3 separate regions of the Mus musculus genome follow, and all the other regions are linked to region 2. Evidence: chromatin contacts called from public promoter capture Hi-C data. All regions are on one chromosome and are shown on one strand. Each heading gives the region's core, a stretch centred on a gene start, on an enhancer-like site or on the middle of the called end of the contact. The rest is flanking DNA. Distances are from core to core; before and after follow the strand shown. Region 1 holds the start of Timmdc1 (translocase of inner mitochondrial membrane domain containing 1). Region 2 holds the start of Kpna1 (karyopherin (importin) alpha 1). Region 3 holds the start of Tmem39a (transmembrane protein 39a).

Region 1 (3,297 bases), core at 371-2,870, 2.5 Mb before region 2:
CTATATGTAATGGTTTTTAACATTTTATTTTATGTATTTGAGCACCCTGTCTTCATGCACATCAGAAGGGAAGATCAGATTCCATTACAGATGGTTGTGAGCCACCATATAGTTGCTGGGAATTGAACTCAAGATCTCTCAGAAGAGCAGCCAGTGCTCTTAACCACTGAGCCATCTCTCCAATCCCCATAGGTAAATGATTTTGTTAGTGTTTGCCCAATCTTTGCCCTGTCCTCATTCATGTCGACCCTGATTCTAGAAAGTTCAAGTGCAAAGGATCATTTCCGGGACCTCAAATGTGTCAAAGAAATGCACTCAGCTCTTCTCACAGCTAAGCTAGACAGTCAACACATTCATTTTGTTGGGCTTTCAGGCCCTGGGACCCTAATCCCAGTGACCACCTCTGAAAAATAGACCAAGCAGGCATCAAGCTAGAGCTAGGAATTGGGGTCTGAATAATTCACTCAACATTTAATTACTTCAGGCAAGTGGATCACTGAGATGGAGGCCTGCCTGGTCTTCAGAGCTAATTATGTGACAGCCAGGGCTACACAAGAGAAACCCTATCTTGGACCCTCCTTCCCTCCAAAGAAGATAATTACTTAACATCTACTTCATGGTATAGACTGATTGGTGATTCCTAAGTCCAAATCCAGAGATGAAAGCACAGCTTCAGTCCTCTTGATAGAGATCAGCAAATAGGCAATTATACCACTGCAGTAAATGCTAATGGGGGCTTCATTCACGGCACTTTCCTGAACCTCATCTGTAGAGATGTCCCACAGTCAACTCCCAAATCCTATTACTATATCCTCATGAAAGTTTGTAATCAATCACTTATTTAGGTACTCCGTGGAAGTGACTGTAGAGCACCACCAAGCTGTATATTCATTGTGGTACTTTAACTAGAAAAGAAAAATAGTAGGTGAAAGGGTTTGCAAAGACTATGAGATTTGTGGTAACGACCAATAACTAAATTACACAAAATGATTGGGAATATTTTTACCTTGGTAAACAAGTTTTTTGGTTTTGTCTTGTGTTGAAAGAAACAGGAAATAATAGTTTCAGTTATTAAATGATAATTCTAGATCTTTTGCCTTCTCGGAGCAGTAAGCATACGGATACTTGTAGTGGAGCCCACGTTATGGGGAAAAAAATGCCCACAGCTGATATTTCAAAAATAGTTTTTAAATCTTGGACCTTTTCGGGTGCGCCCTAAGGTTAGACTCTGCTCCGCCCAGGAAGCTCCTCCGGCCCGCCAGGGCGTGGCCTAGAAGCGCATCGCCTACCTCTTTCCCCACTGCGCTTGCAGTGATTAAAGTACTGTCCCCTTCTGCGTGGCCTTCTGCATCTTACATGAGCCATCTCACTTAAGCCCCTGAGCACTTCAAGCTGAGCAGGTCCAGAAGACCAGAGTTACGGGGCGCAAACGCCAAAGGACATCACTGAGATGAAACGAAACGGCCGCCAACTCACTTCCGGGGCTCGACTGATCCCTAACCCTGCGCTACCGAAAGAGCTCTCAGTTCCAGTTTCTACGTCCCGAGCCCCGCCCTCACCCCGCCTTTGCGCGACTAGGGGCGGGGCTTCCGGTCTCCTTTCCGAGAGCTTCCGGAAGTGAGCCGGCTGGGGACCGGATGTGAGGTTCAGTGTCCCCCAACGTGCCGCTAGTGGGCTGTACAGGTCACCCTCTCCCACGGTGCCCGCCGACCCTGGGGTGTCTGTCTCTCTGCGGGTAGGAGGGCGCCATGGGCGCGCCGCCGCCCGCTCCCCGCAGCCGCCTTTGCGGAGCCTGGGGTCCTTTCCCCCGAGTCTTTGCTGCCGGTGCGGTGGCTGCGGATTCCCCAGGCTTTGTGGAGGATCGGGAGCAGCGTTCAGGTGTCTCAGACCCCGGTTCCCTGGAATCCGGATGGGACCGCCTCCGGCAGCTGTTTGCCAAAGAGTAAAAATGTCTCGGGTGTGTGGGGAGGGATGCTCGGGGGACGGCCGCAGCCCGGGCGAGCTCCAGCGCGCGGTCCCTGCGACGCTGAAAGTTCTCTCTGCCCGGATAGTGTCCGACCTGGTTGACATGCAGCCTTCTGAGTCGGATTCACTCAGAGTCACACTCTTAAGACAGTATCGTTCTCGTGAAACCAGTACCCTAACTTTACATATTAGAAAAATTGGATTCATTCGATTATTGTCATGTAGTATCACTGGGAACTATATTGTGAAGTCTACACTAATATTGTTTTTTCGTATTTCGTTTGATTTTTCTTTGTCAGTAATGGCTTTATATACTCCAGAAGCTGGAAGGACAGAGAGAATTGTTAATTTATCATTATTATTTTGCACAAGAAAAAAAAAAAAAACAGTGACAACTGTTCTCCTCCTCCTCCTCTCCGCACCTTCCAGCAGCTCTGCCCCCTTGTTCCCACCTCCATTGTTAAGAACTACTTGTATGTGGGGGTCGGTATTTGGGTATGGGCAGTAGAGTGCACATGCCCTCAGCCAGAGGTGTCAGATTCTCCTGGATCTGGAGTTACCTGGAGTCACAGTTACAGGGGTTCTAAGAACTGAACCCGGATCCTTTGTAAAACTAGTACACGATCTTAGCTGCCAAGCCATCCCTCTAGTCCCCCAACTCTCCTTTTTGAGACAAGAGTTTTGCTGTGCTTGTAGACCAAGCTGGCCTGAAACTCAAAGCTACAATCCATTCTCAACCTCCCAGATTTTGGGATTACAGCCGGGTCTTCTGGGATTCTGGGCCGAGCCTCTCTTTTTTTTTTTTTTTTTTTTCCCTGATGGGGGTTGGTCATCTGCCACAGATGTTACACGCCCAGCTCCATCTCCCTTTGCAGAAGATACTAAAATAAACTATGTGAGGAGTAAATGATTAATCCTGCATTACTTTCACCTGATATTTATTTAACGTTATTCATTTATTAATCAATGGTGAAAGTATCTCTTTTCATGAAGTAGTTTACCATACTACACTGTTATCAAGTGATTATAAATAAATTTGGACAAGGGAGCTGGCAGACTTGTATTTAATAATTCTATTAGTTTCAGCATCTCTTTTTAAAAATTATTTTTATTTTATGTGTATGAGTGTCTTGCCTGTGTGTATGTCTGTGTGCATGTCTGTGTGCCTTCCTGATAACCATGAGAGCTACCTCGTGGGAATGGAATCCAAGCCCTAATGCTGGTAACTGCTGAGCCATTGCTCTGCCCCCATCATCTTTGTTTTAAGAAATAATGTGTTAGTTTTTCTCAGAGGTCCTCCCAAAAGTTTGTATATTTTTGAAAGCTTTTTAT
Region 2 (3,213 bases), core at 506-3,005:
TCCTTTCAAAATTTAGACCTTTCAGCCTTTAAAATGGAGAAAGGAGGTCAGGTGTGACAACACACGTCTTTAATTTCAGAATTCCAAGAGCAGAGGCAGGTGGATCTCTGAGTTCAGTGGCAGCCTGGTCTATGTAAGAATTCCAGAGCTATGTAATGAGACCCTATCTAAAAGTAAGTATATAAATAAGTAAATGTTGTACACATCATGAATACAAATTTATACTAACACCCGCACGTGCAGGCATGCTGTAACCCCAAACACTTGAGAGGCTGAGGCAGGAGTGTTTTGAGTTCAAGACAACCAATGTAATGCTAGGCCAGCCATGACTAAATAGTGAGACTTGTCTCAAAAACAAAGAAAAGGCAACCTACAGGCAAGAAGGTTGGGACTAGTTAGTACCTACTTTGATATCTAGACTGATGGAAATTTTGAACTGACTGTGTAGTTTCTGTGTGACTCTGAAATCCTGCCACCCCGAAGGCCAGGGCAGGATAAGAAGCTCAAAGCCAGCCTACCAAACAAAACCCAACCTCAAAAAAAAACAGGCTGGGCAGTGGTGGCGCACGCCTTTAATCCCAGCACTTGGGAGGCAGAGGCAGGTGAATTTCTGAGTTCCAAGACAGCCTGGTCTACAGAGTGAGTTCCAGGACAGCCTGGTCTACAGAGTGAGTTCCAGGACAGCCAGGGCTACACAGAGAAACCCTGTCTCGAAAAAAAACAAAAACAAAAACACAAAAAAAAGAGGAGGAGGAGGAGGAGGAGGAAGGAGGTGTTTGACGGAACTCTTTTAAGAGGGAAAAGGCCAGACAATAGTGTTTAATATCTCAAAAGCATTTCTCGGTGGCTGATTCCTATAGTAATTTACCAAGCCGAAGTTTAAGCCTTAAAATCAATTCATGTGAAACTTTTCATTGAAAAGTGGTTTGGAAGCAGCTGCATTCAACCCACACATTCTTTCTTGCCGATGTCCCTGATCCCAGTCACCCTCCAGTTTTCTGCTCCCAATGCGAGCCTCAGCTAAGGCTTGGCGGTTTCCCTCGCATCGCCGGCTCACACAGCCGACCAACTTGTCATTGCTATAATTACCACACCCCCGTCAGCAGCTCCAGGCCCGCGTAGTTATGACATCTGTAAACTGCAAGCCTCCCGTCTCCACCCCCACCTCCCTCCAAACACCGGCCCCGGTGGTAACCTGCCAACTCCCCGATCGGCCCCGCACGCCTCGGCCTCAGCCACCGCACTCCGCGCCGCCCGCCCCCGCCCTCAAGCTAGCGCGGCGCGCAGACTCCGCGCCGCCGCCCGGCGCCCCGCAGTCCCCGACGCCGCTTCCACCGCCGCGCCGCGCCGCGCCGCCCCGCCCCGACCGGCGTTCCTCACGGCGAGCACCAGCGTTCCCCACCCCCACCCCGCTCCGCCGCCGCGCGGCCGTTAGGACCGCCGGGCCCGTGACGCACCGGAGCGACGCGAGGGTCCGGTCCCCGGCGCGCCCGAGCCAGCTCCGGCTTCCGCCCGCGTCCGCCTTCGCCCCGGGGCCTCCCTCGGGTCCGCGGAGGGGGACCCAGAGCCGCCCGCCGAGGGGGAGGGGCCGCGAGGTGCCCCCACTCACCGGCTCCAGGCGACCGGTCCCGGTGCCACTACGAAGAGGGAGACGCTCGCTCTTGGCCCGCCCGCTGCGCCTCTTCTGCGCACAACCTTGACCAGCCGGCGCGCACCACGGCGGCGCTCACCAGGCCTCGCTCTCCGCTGCCGCTCACAGAGCCGCGAGACCCAGCTCAGCCGGCGTGCGCACTGCGCCTGCGTGCGGGGGCCGGCCGGCGCGCCTGCGTGCGCTTCTCCGCCGCCTGCCGCAGGGGCTGCCGGGAAGCGGAGTCTCCGAGCGTGGACGCCCTAGGCTAGCGGCGGCCAGGGAAAAGGCGGCGGCCAGGGCGTGGGTCTCTGCGGACCAGGTTGGCAGTCAGTAAAAGCGCAGACATATAGAAGTTATGGAAACAAACTTGTCCTTACTAAGCTCTTCCAGAATGGACGGATTCCCCCTCACATCAATATAGCTTCCCTCTCACATGGTAGGTACCTCACAGCCGAGCATGCTTATTGGATGAATGATGGCATGGTTGGAGGCTGAGGGAGTATTACAAAATACGTCAGTGTCTCACGTTCAAAGAATTCACATGCAACCCGTTTGCAGGAACTTTCTGGGTATTCTCTTCAGTTCTCACCCATCTTACCCGGTAATTTATTAGTATCATATAACATTAAATCGCTTTTTGAGCCTAGCATGACGGTAACGCACGCCTGTATTTTCAGCTCTAGGAAGTCTGAGGCAGGAGAATGGCGAATTCTAGACCAGCATTACTACGTAGAAAGACCCCTATCTCAAAAACGGCAATTTCCAGCGAAAATATTTGCGTTGCTATGAGAAGGCACGCTAAAACAAAATATTTAGGGAAATGACTTAACCGTTACATGATAGAATTTTTTTTTCTTTCTGGGGAGTAGAGCGGTGGCTTCAAAGGAACACTTTAAGACAGCAAGTAGAGGTCACAGGAAAATCACAACCACAGGACACGGTTTAACAAGTCAGTTTAAAAGGAATACTGAGGAGCACCGGACATGAATCTGTAGAACCCCCGAAGGGAGACCCTCACTCAAGTCTCAGGGATCGCGAGCCCAGAAAGCCACAGTCACGCTTGCTGCAAACACACGAGGTTTTTAATGGCACACAAACCAGCATGCTGAGGTCGAGACCCATACACCACGCAGGGGTAGAGGAGTCTGACCCCAACCCTATTTTCCAGCAGGTTTATAAAGGTAAAAACCAGAACCTAGGGGGAGGATGGGAGAGGAAACAGGGGAAGTCTAGGGGCGGATATTTACTTCAAGGCACCTGGGACATTGAAACATTTTGTGGTTGTTTTTCCCAAGAGTTCCAGGGAATTAGGCCATCTGGCCGGGGGCGGGGGCCCATGTTCTCAGGGCAGTCATTATTTTATTTTTTTACTCTTCATTTCCCCACTTCTTCTTGTGAGTAGCTCTAATCTTAGAGCGACCCCTCTTCTTCTTTCGGCAAAGTCAGGTACTGTTGTCGGAGCACCATTACCTGTACAACACTAACCCTGTCTTTTACAAAAGCCACTAACTTATTAAGAATGCAAGGTCCAAAAGTGAGCAAAAGCAAAAGGATGATTAGGGGACCGGCAAGGGTAGAAACAA
Region 3 (3,282 bases), core at 262-2,761, 2.6 Mb before region 2:
GCATAGAATTATATGTTCTTTACCTGTTCCTCAAGCCCGTCCCATTGCCACAGCCGCCGCCGACCAACGTCTGTATGGAAGGTAAAGCTGACCGGCTTAGCTGCTGCCGACTGGGACCCCGCCTTCTACTGGGCATGTCCAGGAACCAGGTAATTTCCAGTGCCACCTGAAGTTGCCACCCAGGCTGATGACTGTCAACTTATTTCAAATCTGAATAATATTAAAAAAGAAAGAAAGATTGTAACTTTTTCTAGAAGTCAGTATAACAAGCAAATGTTAAAACTCAGTGAGCAGATCTTATAAAATCCAGATTGAATTTTCAAATAAATGTTCCTGTCCCTATATACTGCTTGGATCTGGGGTAAGGTCAGAGGTTTAAATTCTGAGCTCAGCTGTATTCAGCATTAAGGCAACTCCCGGCTGGTGTCTTGTCTTGCTGACTTTTTCTTAAATAAAACAAGACTACAATCTACAAGGTGGCATTCTACAAGAAACACCACAACTTACTCGATTCTAATTTGCAATTTCACATTAAAATCACTTGAAATACAGGAAATATCTCTGTCCAAAATATGAGGTTGTTATCAAGGAATCTGACTAAGATTTGCCGCAGGTTTCTGACCTTGACCAAGTCATTTAACCAGAGTTTGTTTCTTCATTTCACTCAAATGGTTGCCCGTTTCAGAAAAGCTTCTGTAAAACCGCTAAGAAATTAAATGAACGTGCAAAATTAAAGGGCTAAAGAGATCTTCAGGGGGGAGGTGGGCGGACGACGACATTATGTTTTCCTCAATTTCGGCAAACATGGTTCTGCCAACATATACCACGTATTTCCTAAATACGACTAAAAATACTCTGAAAAAAAAAATTTTTTTTTTTGCTTAACATTACTACTGTAGAGGGATCCGAGGTTCCCTAGTCCACTGTAGGCTAACAAACGCCAGGTGGGACAAAGACTCCAAACTGTTAAAGGCAAAGAAAGCTGATCCCTGCTCAATTAAAGAGAAAGTACGGTGAGGGCAAAAGGCTGGGGCGCATCAGCGTAAGATTGTTCGAGGTGGAAGGCGAGAAACCACAAACTTGACTGGACTAAACCTCCAAGACGGAATCACCTAGTGGTCTCAGGCCGGCGGCCGAAAGAGCCGAAGCACGCCAGGGCCGGCGAGATGACAAAGCAGGTTAAGTAAAACTCACGCATGGGACAGGCTGGCCACGGAGAGGGATCCCTGGGAGGAGGCGGCGGCTTCACAGCCGCGACCCCGGGCACCCAAACTCACTCCCTCCTCTAAAGCGCTCCAAAAACAGCTGCCGGGACGCAGGCAGGATCCCACTGGACAGTCGAAGAAAGCTCTCGGGTCGCTAGGTTACCAGACCCAGACCGGGAGTCCGTGCCAGAGCCAGAGCTAAAGTCAGAAGCACAGTCCGACCCCATCACCAAGACTCATCATCCTCAGCCTCCATCGCCCGGGAGCTGAGGAGACGTGGCAGCGCACAGCGATGACGTCAGCTCTGCGTCGCGCTGGCCCCCGGAAACAGGCTTGCGGCCAGCAGAGCTGGCTCGCCCTCCTCCCGGCGCACCTGCGCAGTGGGACTCTCCGGCGCCCGGGCTTTCCGGCCCATACGTGCCCGGCGGAGTTTTTCTGTTTGTTGGTTAGTTTGGTTTTTGGTTGTTTTTTTCCCCAAATTTTCCCTGGCTCCAGTCAGCTAGTGTCTAGAGAAATGCTTGGAGAAGAGAAGGGAAATTCGGAGATGCCACCTAAGATCACGTCTTTCATATGCAAACGACTGTGACAAGCACGTCGGACGCCTGCCCCTTGCAGGGACTGAATATTAAATAATGAACTAGGTAGATAATAGAAATAAAGAATGAGTTCTAGAAAAGTTAAGTCTAATAAATAAGAGAACGCAGCAACAAGCTTCAGTAATGCTGTTAAGAACAATAAATTCACAGTTAGAAGTATATCTGAGCAGAGCAGTGGTGGCGCACGCCTTTAATCCCAGCACTTGGGAGGCAGAGGCAGGTGGATTTCTGAGTTCGAGGCCAGCATGGTCTACAGAGTGAGTTCCAGGACAGCCAGGGCTACACAGAGAAACCTTGTGTCAAAAAAAAAAAAAAAAACGAAACAAAACTACATCTGAGGTCCAGGGATGGCACTAGTGCCAATACTGTAAAGGGTCTGAAGCTCCAAAGATGAGTAAGCTGTTTTCCGAGGACAGTACGTGGTAAATAAAAAGATATGGAGTCTCAATTGTACAGCTTACTTTACCATGCTGAGTTCAATCCCTAGCCTTCACCCTACCCCCCCCCCCAAAAAAAAGATAGGCAGCCCAATGTTGCCCAGAACTGTCAGTAGTTTGATATCAAAATGAAGCAAGCCTGATAGGGCTGGAGAGTTGGCTCAGCAGTTAAAGAGCACTGAATGGTCCTGAGTTCAATTCCCAGAAATCACATGGTGGCTCACAACCATCTGTAATGGGACTTGATGCCCTCATCTGGTGTGTCTGAAGACAGCTACAGTGCACTCACATATATAAAATAAATAAATCTTTAAAGTAGAAAAAGGTAAAATAAAGAAGAATAAGCCTGGTGTGCCGGTGGAGGCCAGGGGGATGCAAATTATAACTACATTGAGATGCCATCTCACCTCAGTCAGATTTGCTATCATCAAGAAAAAAGATAAATAGATATAAATAAATCAAAATGTTGGCTAGGATGGAGAGGAGAAGGATCCTTACTCACAGTTGGTGTCAGTATAGAAAGGTGTAACCACTGTGGCCTTCATGATGGAGGTGTTTGAAAATGAAAACAAACAAAAATCACAATGACAGGACCTGGCTGTACCAGTCCTGACCATATGCACCCAAAGATAGTTGCACATCCATGTTTACTACCGTTTCATTCACAACAGCAAGGAAATTGAGTCAGTCTACATGTGCATCTTCAGATGGGTGGATCATTAAAAAACCCACGATGGTTTTTACTAAGCTTTAAAGAAAAATGATGATAGAACTGGAAAATATTATATCAAGTAAGGCAACAAGTTTGAAAAGAGAAATGCCACGTGTTCCCTCACATATGCATATTGTTTATGTGTGGGGGGTGGGGTGGGGGGGCATGTGAATGCCAGGCCAAGAGTGTGGAGGTCATAGGACAACCTTGGGTACTTTCCACCTAGTCTGAGACAGTTCTCCTTGTTATTGGTTGTTTCGTATGACAGGCTATGTGGCCTTTGAGCTTCTGGGGAGTCTCCTGCCTCTGCCTCCCATCCTCCCACAGGCCTG

What was found. Capture Hi-C pulls out chosen DNA fragments and counts their contacts.
Region 1: a promoter capture Hi-C map of liver shows a contact between it and region 2, with 2.4 times the contacts expected there. The contact joins the promoter of Timmdc1 here to the promoter of Kpna1 in region 2. A contact is called at or near these places in 1 of 39 promoter capture datasets (hippocampal neurons) and 2 of 9 other capture datasets (adipose tissue and liver).
Region 3: a promoter capture Hi-C map of liver shows a contact between it and region 2, with 2.0 times the contacts expected there. The contact joins the promoter of Tmem39a here to the promoter of Kpna1 in region 2. A contact is called at or near these places in 2 of 39 promoter capture datasets (cranial neural crest and liver) and 2 of 9 other capture datasets (adipose tissue and liver).

The regions. Positions count from the first base shown.
Region 1 is chr16:38,520,986-38,524,282 of GRCm38.p6, reverse strand. It overlaps Timmdc1 (translocase of inner mitochondrial membrane domain containing 1), which reads left to right and starts at 1,620. Exons shown (of 7, transcript NM_024273.2): 1 at 1,620-1,942. The coding sequence starts at 1,749.
Region 2 is chr16:35,981,905-35,985,117 of GRCm38.p6, reverse strand. Kpna1 (karyopherin (importin) alpha 1) reads right to left here and starts at 1,755. Exons shown (of 14, transcript NM_008465.5): 1 at 1,610-1,755. Gm15564 (a long non-coding RNA gene) reads left to right here and starts at 1,789. Exons shown (of 2, transcript XR_001781900.2): 1 at 1,789-2,066.
Region 3 is chr16:38,561,043-38,564,324 of GRCm38.p6, reverse strand. Tmem39a (transmembrane protein 39a) reads right to left here and starts at 1,511. Exons shown (of 9, transcript NM_026407.3): 1 at 1,195-1,511; 2 at 24-210. The coding sequence starts at 136.